Linked DNA regions of Lactuca sativa: region 1 is linked to region 2. The links are chromatin contacts, called in public Hi-C maps. All regions are on one chromosome and are shown on one strand. The core of a region is the stretch at or near the end of the contact, and the rest is flanking DNA. Distances in the headings are between cores, read along the strand shown.

Region 1 (6,735 bases), core at 3,580-6,079, 180 kb after region 2:
CCCCGATGGTGGTCAACGTTTGGATGAGTACGCCCCGTGTACCAGAGGAGTACACCCCGCGTACGTCCTCTGTTTGGGCTTTTGTCAAATGGGCTTTGGATTTGGGTTGTTTATGAACTAATGGATTTGGGCCTTTGTTGGACTCTGTAAATGAGATATTTTGGGCCAGGTAGTGATAATGGATCATGGGGTTAGGCCCAACTAGGAGGTTGGGCCCAATTTAGTAAATTGGGCCAATAGTGGACTTATATATATGGACTTTCAAGATAAGGACTTGGTGTTGGGCCTTGGCCCAACAAAGAGAGTGGACTTAATGAGGGATGTGGACACTCGTTCAAGAGGGTTATTCTGGGTATTAACTTAGCAATTATTATGTGACAGTTTGGGATTTTCGGTGAGACAATAGTTAGAATTTTGCAGTATTTCAGCACTACTAGCGAGGTGAGTTATCCTCACTATATCAACAGGGTCTAAGGCACCAAGGTCATCCCTTTATGGATTGTATCTGGTTATGGCATGATGTGCTTATTGGTTCTCATCCTAGTTGTTAAGATGAGGGTATCTTTATGCTTAGCGACCTGGTTAGGTCAGTGTCCTGGTTATAGGATGGTAGTATATGATATGCTAGCTTGACCTGTTAGATTGATATCCTGATAGATAGGATGGTATTATTTGTTATGTGGTATGATATGTTAGATCATTTGTTGTCTATAGACTGTTATGTGATTATCTGTTATATGTGCACATGTTTGTTTGGTGGTTAAGGCTTATTTGCTTTGTGCGAAAGCCAAAAGATCTGGGCATTCCAACCTGTTGGTTGTGGGTCGTGAGTATTCCATCCCGAGGATGATTGGACTCATAGTATGTGGGCATTCCAACCTGATGGTTGAGGGTCTGGGGTATTCCATTCCGATGATGATTGGACTCATAGTATGTTGGCATTCCAACCTGTTGGTTGTGGGCCTGGGGTATTCCAACCCGATGGTTGACTGGACTCATGGTATGTTATGTATGATTATATGTATATTATCGTGTGTATGGGTATTTTGGGGGTAGCTCATTAAGCTTTCGGGCTTACAGTTTCAGTTTATTGTTTCAGGTACTTCTGGTGATCGCGGGAAGACGAAGGCATGATCGTACCACTCCTCCTGTTGTTATGATTTCATGATTTGATACTGGGATACTGTGATATTTATTATTTTGAAAACAAACTATGTAATGTTAAATGGTATTAAGTGTTTTGAAAAGTTTAAATTTTGCATGATTTTTACGGGTGTTACAAACTCGTCATGCGGCCTTGATAAGACATAGCCTTAGTAGCAAACCCGTCCAAGTTGGAGCTTTCACGACTAATAGATAAATTACACATATTTCGGACATAGAAAAAATTCAAAATTAAATACATCTAATAAGCAAAGTTTGGCTAAAATAACCCTACATTTTTTGTGTCGTTCCAAAAATAAAATTAAAAAAAATAAAATGCGGGTCCTTTTCGTAATCAATCTAGCCAAAGCCCCTCAAACATATACATATACAGTCCGAAAATTTATATAGTTGTTTAGTACATCTCTAAGATTGTTGGGTATGGTGGCAACACACTTGGTCATGAAGAGACACAAGATCGGCAGCTTCACTCCACCACCACCTTGGAGGGTGATGTTCTCTTCCACCACGTCGTGGAGAGAGAGAGAGAGAGAGAGAGAGAGAGAGAGAGGACTCTCGGTGTTCACTTTCCATGGGCCTCCATGTTATCACCATACCCTTGGCGTATGGAGTATATCCGGCGGCCTAATTGTATACAACATGTTTAGAATTCATTTCGTTTAAAGTCCTGTTATTTTTTTAGAACTCCAAATACAAGCAACCTTGGCGGGTAGTGAGTGTACCCAACAATCTAATTAGTTACAGCATGTCTACAATTCATTCGGTTCAAATCCCATTACTTAATACTACATTCATCTTTCTCACTTTTTGGTAGGGATATTTGATTAGTTTCTTCCCCACCTTGAATGCAATCCTCTAATGTATGGTCAATTGTTCTGTTCACCATCGTCATAAATAAAGCCGGACCTACACCAAAGTCAATATATGTACTTGGAAAAATAAAATTTTAAAAAAAAAAATAGATTACTTTTTATTATAGTACCGTTTCCTAAATAAATGTGTTATCACAATGACTACCCTAATAAAAAATGTTAAATCCGCTAAAGTACCAATCAAGAACTTTATAAAATTAGTTTTCTTTTTGCTTTTTCATTGAATAGATTATTCTAGTATCCAAAGTATTAGCAATGAAACATTAAATTTTGGAATTAAAAACTTATCCTAGAAAACACGAGCCAATGGGACCTCAAGAAAACATTATTCAGCCCTACAACTGAAGCAGTTGATTAAAAATGCATGTGACCAACAAGACATCATCAGCATGGGAGTGGGAATGATGTATAATGAAGGATGGCGTAGGATAAGATTGTGAAAGTACAATGGTACCAATTCTCTCCTAAAAACAAGGCCTGTTTCCTTTTTCTTTTATTTGAAATCATAAGAAGGAGTTGTTCAAAACATAATACTAGCAATGACGCTACTTCATACCAAGATTAATTATAAAACTAATAGATTTCAATCAAAAATTGTCCAAGAAAGATGCATCGAAAGAGAACTTGGGTTTGATATATATGCATTGATGTGAAGATGCACAAGAACCATTCAACCAAACCTACAAATCATTCATCTGATGGAATGGAAGAGATACGAGAGAGTTCACAGTGGTGGGGTGGGTGCAGCGGCAAAAGAAGTCAATGTAGAGGACGAAGGTAATGGTGTTTTGGTGAAGGACGATAGATGTTTTCAATGGTGCAGATAGAGTGATGGGAACGAGGGGGGCATAAAAAAGAAATATTATGGATGAAACTAAGATTATGATGTTTGCAAAAACAAGAAGTTACTTTTTTGTCTTCAAGGAAAAAATGTCAAAAATACTTTTTTGTATGATGCATTGTGTTCCAAAAACCATTCGGTCTTTTGTTGAGATGTCTTCTCACCGCAGACATACGAGAAGAAAAATAGCTTTTAATAAATAAATAAATAAAAACAAACTTTACCAAGTGTTTGATTCGTAAATTGATTTTGGAAGAAATGTATTCTATCAAAGAAAATAGAATCTTATGAAACTGGAATGCAAAGCGGTTAAATGTGATCTATCAAAATTGAATCTAATGAAGGTATCTTGGTATTTTGATGAAAATAACATAAAATTGAAATGAATTCCTTTCATCCATCCCTAGGACCGAGTTTAAAAGAATCTTTTAGAACTGAACATGTAATATGATATCAAATTTCGACTCCGTCAGATTCCATCCAAATCTACCAACCAAAAACTTAAACCCATGGCTTCAAATTTCCCTTCCCCAAAATCCCTTACATACCGTTTCACGTTACACATTACATTAATAATTTAAATACAAAGACAAATATGAAAAACATTATATAAATCCAAAGTTAAAAACATAGACAAAGAAACCCAAATTCATTGTTTGGTCATAAAGTGTACGAAAATAAATAACCACAAGTTATCATTAAAAAATCACAGAAATGGTGTATGATTCAATTTTCACTTGTCATTAAACAAAGATGGACATGCTCACATGCCAACCGTATCAGTTTTCAGAGCTCGTTGTGGGCTTTGGGCAATGCTAGATTGGGCTCCTCATGGGCCCTGGGGAGTAACTAGCTAGCCTCCTTGTGCTATTTAAAATTACAATGAACTAAAAAACCTCCAACTCCAAGTAAAATATTTGTAACCATTTCATGGGACCCCTGGATATAAGGATCATTTGGATTGAAACTAGGATCAAACTGATTATTCGAACCTAAACAATCACACAATCATGGGCAGTAGTCTCAATAACAAGATAATCGCTTATGATTTCGTTAATGGCATAAACTCAATCTTTTAAATCATTAGCTTTTCTTTTAATGGGTGGTAGTGAAGGGGGTACAATATCGTAGCATTTTTGAGCCAAACGAATACATTGTAACCAATGGAGAGTCTCCGCGTTGGGGTCTCTTTCAACAAAAACATCCGAAACAGTAAGTTGGAGTTTACCTCTGTAGATCGTAGCCTTGCCTCGCACTCGAGCTGAAACCCCAATTTGGATTAGGGTTGCGAAATTGCGAGCCGATTCGGCAATTAGTCGAACATCTGGTGGGCTACGGCGGGAATGATAGGGAGAGGTGAGTTGGTTGAGCCAAAGAACACAGGGGATGCACCCGGTGCCATCATCGATGGTGAATCTAAGGAATATGTCGGGTTTGTGCTCTCGGCTAGTAACCACGCCTAGGGTTTCTGCACGAGAAATGAGGAGGGTGTCTCTACGACAGACGGCGTTCGGTTGTGTAGATGACGGCGTTAATGATAGGAAATCGAAAGCCAGCAACTTTACGTCAGTATTGTGTAGAGCTTCCATGCGAAGGGGCGACGACAAAGCCTCAAATTGTGTGAAAAAACTTCTATAAGGAACGCAAAAAGATGACTAGATGAGCAGTAGGTTTTACTTATTTAACTAAAAAAAAAAAACTTTATTAAGTTTGTTGGTTTTTGGCTGACAAGTCGATAAATGATTTTCAAAGTAAATTCCAAACATCATGGACGGATATAGGGATTAATTACAAGATTATCTAAAATAAAAGATCCGTTACAACCTATCAACGAGATCAAATAGAAGATAAATTAAGATGTAAGGAGATCAAATAGGAGGTAAAAGATAAGGATATAGATTACATAAATAAAACAAATTCATAGATCATAAATATAAACGTAAAGAAAAAAAAATTAAAAACCAAGTCAAACACTGAAAACTTAGATATTATAAGGTTTGCTATGTTGATATGTTCCTTGATTTGAAGAAAGGGAATATGACTATAAATGATTATAGTGATAGATTCCATAACCTCTTGAGTTTTAACTCAAGAGACTTGCACCGGATGACACTACAAAGGTGATGCAATTTGTTAGAGGTTTACCTTGGAACTACCGGTTTAATTTTCAGTGAGGCGGCCACTCTTGACATGTCGGTAAGGAAATCAAGAAAAATGGAGAGAGCATTGGAAGAAAGAGACAAATGGACAGACATAAAACACAAGACAATGAGGGCAAACCATGGGAAGACTAGTTCTAGTTTTAAGATGAAGAAAGTTGATGATAGAAGCAACAGTTAGGAAGGAAAATCTAAGAATCAGGAGGAAATTTCATGATTCGGTTGTGGTGAGAAAAGGCATTACTCTAGTCATTGCACTAAGGACATCCACAATGCATTGAACTCCATATAGTTCATTGGATTGACACATTATCTTTTTACGATTCATACAACTCTATCATTTTTTCCTACAATACATTAAACTCTACAAAGTTTAATAGAATATTATGAAATGTAATTTATAGTATATATTTAAGAATTAAATCTTTTCTTTTTCCCGTTGAAGAGTTCAATGATCATTGAACTCCAAATCCATTGAATGTCAAGATGTCATCTCATAATGGTATAGTTTCTTAAATATATACTATAGTTTCATCTATTGAATGACATTTATAATTGTCACCTCATTCAACTCTCTCATTGAACTCACCATTGTGGTTGCTCTAAGCCACCAAAGAAGACTTCACAAAAACGTTATTCTTGTCATGTAAAGGGAAACATGGCTTACAGTTGTTCGAACAAGCAGAAGGAAGGTGAAGTTAAGAAAAATGACCTTCCACGGGCAAAGGGAAAAGCATATTAGATAACGGGTGAGGAAGTTTATTAAGCCACTAATGTTGTTTAAGGTAGAGTACTATATATATATATATATATATATATATATATATATATATATATATATATATATATATATATATATATATGTATAATTAATGTTGTTGTTATAGGTAGAATATAATATATTTTTTAGTTAATGCTTTGAGATATAAGAACTTGTCCTTAACGTGTGGCTATGAGTGATAATGAAACATACAATCGACTAGATGAGGATGAGAACCATAAACCTTGTAAATATTATAATTATACCTGGAGTAATGTAACATCCGTTTCTTGGAGGAATCGAATTAGGCTTTTAGAGGGTCAAAAGGTTGGATTTTTGGAGAAAAATGGGTCCTCACGATGTGAGGAGGGCCACATGAAGATTTTAACCGGGACTGAGCTCTAGACGTGAGCAATAAGAGCTCACGACGTGAGGATCGCTGCAGCCCAAACCCACAAAGTTTTAGGGTTTCCCATGTATTTAAGCCCCCTTTAACTCGGTTTTAGGGTTCATTTCTCAGCCCCCACCTTCCCCTAACTCGGAAAACCCTAACCCTAATCCATCTTGGTGGTTTTGGATCCATTCTAGTGTTTTAGTGGCTAGAAGAAAGAGAATGAGAAGTCCTAGAGTGTTGGTTCAGTAAGGAGGCTTCATCACTGTCATCTTGTGCACATTTTGGACCATTGTAAATGTCCAAGATCAAATATTTATGAGCTCAAATGTTAGATCTAAGTTCTAAGCTCCTTTTTTGCATGTTTATGATGGATTGCATGTTTGGGATCTATAAAGTTAGCAACTTTATGGATCAATGAGTCATTCTATGTGATTTTGTCTTATGGATCTGAAGTATCGTTATAATTTATGAATCTTGTTTGACTTTAGGGCGATTTCTTGTCATGCATGTCTATCAAGTAATCGTTTTTATTGGCCTTTAGAGTC
Region 2 (7,268 bases), core at 3,115-5,614:
CTAAGGGATTGGCACGAAGTCCATTGCTGCCAAAGTTTATCTATCAGGTACTAAGTCCATAGTTACCAATACTTATCTCTTAGGTACTAAATCCATAGCTATCAGGCGCTAACTCCATAGTCACCAAGGTTCACTTAACAGACGCTAACTCCATAGTCACTAAGGATTATACAATAGGCGCTAACTCCATAGTCACCAAGGTTTATCTATACGGTACTAAATCCATAGCTACCAAGGTTCATTTATACGGTAATAAATCCATAGCTGCCAAGGTTCTTTGTTAGGCACTAAGACAATAGCTGCCAGGGTTCTTTGTTAGGCACTAAGACAATAGATGCCACACTTCTTTATTAGGCACTAAGACAATAGATACCCTGGTTCTTTGCTAGGCACTAAGACAATAGCTGCCAGAGTTCTTTGTTAGGCACTAAGATGATAGCTGCCAAGATTCTTTATTAGCCACTAAGACAATAGCTGTCAGGGTTCTTTGTTAGGCACTAAGACGATAGTTGCCAAGGTTCTTTATTAGGCACTAAGACAATAGTTTCCAGGGTTCTTTGTTAGGCACTAAGACAATAGCTGCCAAGGTTTACTCATACCATCTTTCATCACACACCAACTATATCATCTACCCATGTTCTACTCAACATATTTGTATATATAAATACATATACAGTTTAACTCATTTAAACACTATATAAAACATCCATACCACACTCATCTCAAATAAACAACAATATATAAACACATAGCACGTATTTCATAGAAAATACATCATATTTATGTGTTAGAAGAAAGTAACTATACACTTACACATAACATAGATGTAATACATTCAACCGATACTTGTATTAAAATCGTGTTTATGAAAGGGACTATACACTCACACATATAAACAACAATATATATACACATAACATGTATTTTATAAAATAATCCATATCTATGTGTAAGATGAAAGTGACTATACACTCACTTGATCAGAAGATGATCGGACGACACTACGGCCCTCCAAGTAGTAATTCTTTGGTGAAACCGGGATATCTTCACACACCGGGTTTCTAGTGGACAGAGCTTCAGCTCGGAAACTCTTTTCTTCTTGGGATCTTCGGGCTTTGGGACTTGCTTCAGGTCTCGAGATGATACCGGGGCTTCGGGGGGTTAAAATAGGGCTTAGTGAGTGTATTGAGATTGGGAGATAAGAGATGGAGCAACCATAATCGGTTGGCCCTTGATTTCTATTTATAGGACAAAATTCTCATTTTCCACGTCGTGACCAGTACTTTCACGTCGTGGGATTGATCATCACTGCATTCGTCATCGCAAGTTGGGCCTGGCAGACTCCAGGAGGCGTCAGAAGACATGCCACGTCGTGACCACTTATTTCACGTCGTGGTCTCTGACAGTCTTAGGGTTTCGTGCCCCGAACTTCAGAAAATCATAACTTTCGCATACGAACTCCGTTTTCGACATTATTTATATCGACGCCTAGGTAAAAACAAGATCTACAACTTTCATTTAGACTTTGTCGGCTAATTTTGACTTTATTTTTATTATATTATTTTTAGTAGGCCGAGACAGGAAAACTCCGCTAGAAATTCATAACTCCTTCATCTAAACTCCGTTTTCGTCTGTCTTTTTACCGTTGCACTACTATTAATGAGATCTTCGACTCTCGTTTAGATTGTTTCGGCTAGAAATTAATCGATCTCAAATCGAGTATTCGGGTTGCATACCGCTAACTTCGAAAAATCATAACTTCTTCATGCGAAGTTAGATTTGGGCGTTCTTTTTATGCACGCTCTCGGTTTAACGTATTCTACAACCTTCATTTAGATCGCTAAGGCCAAATATCGCTCTAACATAAATTCACTATTTACGTCGCGCGGTGTCGTGCTGGTTCTGTCACGAAACTTCGACATATCATAACTTCTTGGTTATAACTCGGATTTTGACATTCTTTATATATTCGGAAACCTTGTCACGACCACTACAAATTAGTTAAGATTATTCATTCTAAATAATCTTATATCAAAAAGTCGTTTTCGACACTTATTGTCTCTTAATTTACTAGTCCGGATCTACGGGCGTTACAGAGGGGTAAAATGGTCTTTTTACCCATGTTTGGATTGTTGGATTTACGTTGGAATCCAAATGTTAATTTGCTGTTATTTGATATTGATAGCTCGGGGAATTGTCGGACCAGCAGCCAGGGATTAGCAATGTGATTCAGCAGTGCGTGGTGAGTCTCCTCACTATACTATGGGTCGAAGGCACCAATGCCGGCCCAATCGGTTTATGTAATATAGGAAGACCAAGGGTGGTCCTTGGCATTTGTATGAAAGACCAAGAGGTGGCTCCTGACAGATCTATATGCAAGACCAGAGTTTGGACTCTGGCAGTTAAGTAGATAAGTAGTTGTAGATTATATGCTAGTTGTCATGATACTTGCATGGAAGACCAGGAGGTGGCTCCTGGCACTTGTCTGTAAGACCCAGGGTTTTGGTCCCTGGCTTGGCAAAGAAAAACCATGATACGGCTCGTGGCATAATGACAAGACTATAATTGGCACATAGCACCTCCTATTGCATGTTTGATATGTATAACTTGTATGTTATGTATGATATGTGATATTCGGGGAACTCACTAAGCTTTGTGATTATAGTTGTTGTATGTGGTTTCAGGTACTTTCGGTTCGAAAGGGAAAGCCCCGGCTTGATCGCAGCGCATACACTTATATTTTTCGCACCTTTAAGATTTTGGAATTGTACTCCGATAACTGTTTTTATTATAAAATATCTTTAAGGATTTGTTTAAATGATAAATGGGTGTTTTGATTGTTTTAAAAATGAATTTTTTACCCTCGTATTTAGGAATGTTACATCCTTCCTCCCTTTACTTTGCAAAATATATCATTTCAGTCCCTTGACTTAGAAGTTTCTAAAATATCACTTTCACCCTTTTTATTATTTAAAGTTTTGTATATATATATATATATATATATATATATATATATATATATATATATATATATATATATATATATATATATATATATATATATATATATATATATATATATATATATTATTTTCGTACATTTTTCAACCTTTTACTTTGTAAATTGTCATTTTTAGTCCCTCGACTTTCAACTTTCTGAAATGTCATTTTCACCCCTCTATTTTTTAATGTTTTGTGTTTAACCCACATAGTATGTATAATATGATTTTCATATGGTTACCATCCGTCAACTTTATCAGATGTCACTTTCACCTCATCGAATTTGATCTTTGTAAAATGTCACTTTCACCCCCTTTGACTTTTTAAACTTTTGTGTTTATTCATCCACCAACAGTTTTGTCAATGATATCGACATTTTATATTTATCTACCAATAAATGTAACTGTACTAATGTATTGTTGCCACCACAACAAACGTTTATGATTTTCCTACGATTACCACCCGTCATCTTTGTCAAATGTCACTTTTATCTCCCTTGACTTTAAACATTCTCAGCTTTCTAAACGTTTGCGTATATCTTATCCACTGATAGTTTTGTCACTGGTACCGATATTTTATATTTATCTACTAAAACATACAATAGTTCTTAAAATTTATCAATATAATCGTTAGAATTCAATTTATAAAATATATTTACGCCACGTTATGACAAAATACTAGTTCAATATCACTATCATTTATCAAACTAGACACTCACTTTGAAAAAGAAAATTATTAATAAAAAGACTTCCACAATAAAATATAAGTTTGTTTGTTTTCAGATGCTATGAAGTATTTAGAAAAAAAAATTTATTAGCCTATTAGAGGTTTTACACCGATATAAATTAAAAAAATGTTTAGATGAAAAATAGTTTATTTCAACTAAAAACCTTTAATAAATTATTTTTTCATAAATTATCTCATATATTTACTTATAAACTAATAAGCTAATAAATAATAGAATTTTTTTTTTTTTCATAACACCCATAAAAAAAGACAAAACAATGTAGCCGAACTTATCGTAATCTAATTATCTAAAGGATGATAACGACAAAATCCAGCTCCCAACACTCATTTACACTGTTTGCTGCATACATATTCTGTCGTCTTGTTCAAGTTCGCCGTACAGACGTACAGCCACGTGATCACCCACTTCTCCTCACGTGGCCACCACTGTTTCATAAAACTATAAATCCTAATCCATAAAGTACCACCCTTTTGTCCTCTTGTCTCAGCTGGCATTTCTGCTGACACGTATGAAGCCATTTCGCCACTTGCCGCCATGCATGCTTCCACTTCATCCTCGCTTCGGACACCTCATATGATGATCCATTACACGAGTTTCACTATATATAGATGTAGATGATTGGAAGACAATCAGCAAGTCAAACCGGAAAATATGGAAGTTAAAGGAAGAATTTGTTTGGTTTTGTCGTTGTTTGTAGCTGTGTGCCTTGTTTCTGCCACCGTGAGTCTAGCTCGGAGTGAAAGAGATCGAGAACTTGGTGTTTGCAAGCTCAAGTGCGAGGAGCTTCGGGGGGCGGAGCAAGATGAGAAGCTTACGTGCAAGCAGAGTTGCGAAAAGTACCATCAAGAGAAGCAGAAGAGGGAAAGAGAAGGTGGCCAGAGAAGAGAAAGAGGACAATCCGGTGGCAGATCCGGCGAGGGTGGTGGTCAATACGACATCGTTTTTGCTGACATAGAACGTGAACTCCGTGAGATGGTGGGGAAATGCCACCAGAGTTGCCAGGTAATTAATGTGAACTATAAATACTTTCCGATCGAGGGATTTGTGAACAACGATTTGCATATTCTCAAATTCCTTTAATTCCGGTATGATCACTAGGGGAGCAAAGGAGAGCAAGAAGATCCGGAATGCTTCCGGACATGCATGGAGCAATACGGCCGGCCGGAGCAAGGGAAGCGTCGCGGCAGAGGTGGTGATGACACCAGCATGAGTCAAAAGAGCCGAAAAGGCGAAAGGGAGTATGGGAAAGGACAACAATTAAATAACCCTTACGTCTTTGAAGATCATCACTTCACAACAAGGATAGAAAGCGAACAAGGGAGTGTTAGGGTTCTTCAGAAGTTCACTGATCGATCGGAACTTTTCCAAGGTATCGGGAAATACCGGGTGGCAATTCTCGAAGCTCAACCTCAGACCTTCATAATTCCAAACCATTGGGATGCAGACGCTCTGTTCTTCGTTGCAAATGGTATCAAAACTTCTTGGATCGCCATTAACCAATTAAGTTGATTCAAATTATATTTCAAATCTTTTAACGGGTTTTGATCAATTTCACAGGAGAGGGGACTATCAGTTTGACCAACACAGAAAATTCATTAGAAAATCACAACATAAAACGTGGCGATATTTTCCGAGTACCCGCCGGAATCAACGCGTATCTGATTAACCGACACAACAACGAAAAACTTGTGTTGGCGAAGATTCTACATTCCATCTCCGTCCCCGGTGAGTTGCAGGTGAGATTCGAATTCATCTCATAATTAGTTGGGATTACTACATTCAGATCGAAGAAATTAATGGTGTTGATTACATTTATGATTTCAGACATTCGTCGGCGTAGGAGGTGACAACCCCGAATCATCGTTTTTCAATGCATTCAGCAACGAAGTTCTTCAAGCTGCATTCGATGTAAGTCTCGTTTCTTTGGATTCTACGATGAAATGATGGATATCGAGTGTTGATGTTTGCGAATTCTTGTATAGATGGATCGAGGTTCGCTGGAGAAACTGTTTGGGCAACAGAAACAACAACAAGGGATATTCAAGAAAGCTACGGAGGAACAAATCAGAGCGTTGAGTGGCAAAGATGAAACTCGAACATGGCCGTTTGGAGAAAGAAAGGGTCCTTACAATATCTACAAGGAGAAGCCGTCGGTCCAAAACGAGTATGGAAACCTCCATGAGGTCGATTCCAAAGATTTTTCGGATCTTCGAGACATGAATGTCGCCTTTTCGTTGTTCAACATAACACAGGTGTGTGTTTCTCTAAACTCTGGCTCAGTTTCTCGAACAAAATCAATAAAAATGGAGTAATAATGGTTTTGATTTGGTAGGGATCAATGGCGGGGCCGTTTTACAACACAAAGACGACGACGGTGTTGGTGGTGGCCGACGGTGTCGGTCTATTTGAGATGGCATGCCCTCACTTATCCGAGCAAGCTGGTAGGAACATTGAAACTTCGCCTGGTTACGAGAAAGTGAACTCTCAGATTCGACGGGGAACCGTGGTGGTGATTCCGGCTGGTCACCCTGTTGTACTTGAAGCTTCCGGCGAGCAGAACCTGGAAGTGATAGGATTCGGGCTGAACTCAGATCGAAACGAGTGGTTCCCACTTGCCGGAAGGGACAATGTGATGAGCCAATGGGAGGATGAGGCGATGGAGCTTACATTCGGCATTCCGGCGAATGAGGTGCAAAAGGTGATAGAGAAGCAGAAGAAGAAGCTCTTCTTCAAGGGTCCGGTGAGACGCGGTCGTGCTTTTGCCTAAACTTTATGTGGTTGTTGAGTTTTGACGTTGTAATCAATGGTAATTAATGTGCTAACAATGTTTATATAAATAAAACGGCCTTTCCTTTCGTGTGTTGTATCAACTATCAAAGTTGGCAACACATTTTTCTTAACTGAGTTCCAACTTGTTTCCTTTTTGTTCGACTCGTTTTCTATTGGTTAATTCTTCAATCGGTTAAGGAAAATATATAATCCATATTCGTAAAAAGTAAAAACTTTTCTATCAAAAAGTTTTGATAGTGTATATATTAAAATTAAGGAAAGAAATGATCCCCAATAAGATATGAAATGACAATAGTTAACACAAACATTGCCAGTATCAACATATGAACTCCAGTATGTCTCATGATATGTGGTAGATTTAAGAAAGAAAAGATTCCATAGAAAACACTATATAGAAATTACTTAACATGTGGCATCGTATGAAAATAACAGTCATAAGTACCCATTAGTATTTTTCTATTAGTTTTCTGGTCATATTTAAGTCCTAGTTTTACAAATTACAATACTGATTTGTTGCTTTTTGTTGCTAGTTTTTCTCATTTCTGTTGTAAGCGTGAATTAAGGCTATCCAAACAAGCCTTCTTTATTCAATAAAGCCTGCAATTCGATCCGGGACCTTTGAGATTCTCTTTGTTTTTCTTGTTCTAATTATTAACATCGTATATATTGGTACATGGTTGGATAGATTCAGGTTGAATGATACGCGCTTTTTTTTTTTTTTTTTTGTTTT

The links. Hi-C and Micro-C count contacts between places; a contact is called where the count stands out from the background.
Region 1: a Hi-C map of leaf shows a contact between it and region 2, with 4 times the contacts expected there. The contact joins the promoter of LOC111921672 here to the promoter of LOC111921670 in region 2. A contact is called at or near these places in 2 of 4 Hi-C or Micro-C datasets (both in leaf).

Annotation. Positions count from the first base shown.
Region 1 is chr9:8,862,229-8,868,963 of Lsat_Salinas_v11, forward strand. LOC111921672 (CST complex subunit STN1) reads right to left here and starts at 4,830. Exons shown (of 2, transcript XM_042898514.2): 1 at 4,106-4,830; 2 at 3,376-3,869. The coding sequence starts at 4,466. The coding sequence ends at 3,745.
Region 2 is chr9:8,685,883-8,693,150 of Lsat_Salinas_v11, forward strand. It overlaps LOC111921670 (vicilin Cor a 11.0101), which reads left to right and starts at 4,365. Exons shown (of 6, transcript XM_023917252.2): 1 at 4,365-4,750; 2 at 4,847-5,216; 3 at 5,306-5,484; 4 at 5,573-5,656; 5 at 5,731-6,000; 6 at 6,081-6,648. The coding sequence starts at 4,400. The coding sequence ends at 6,515.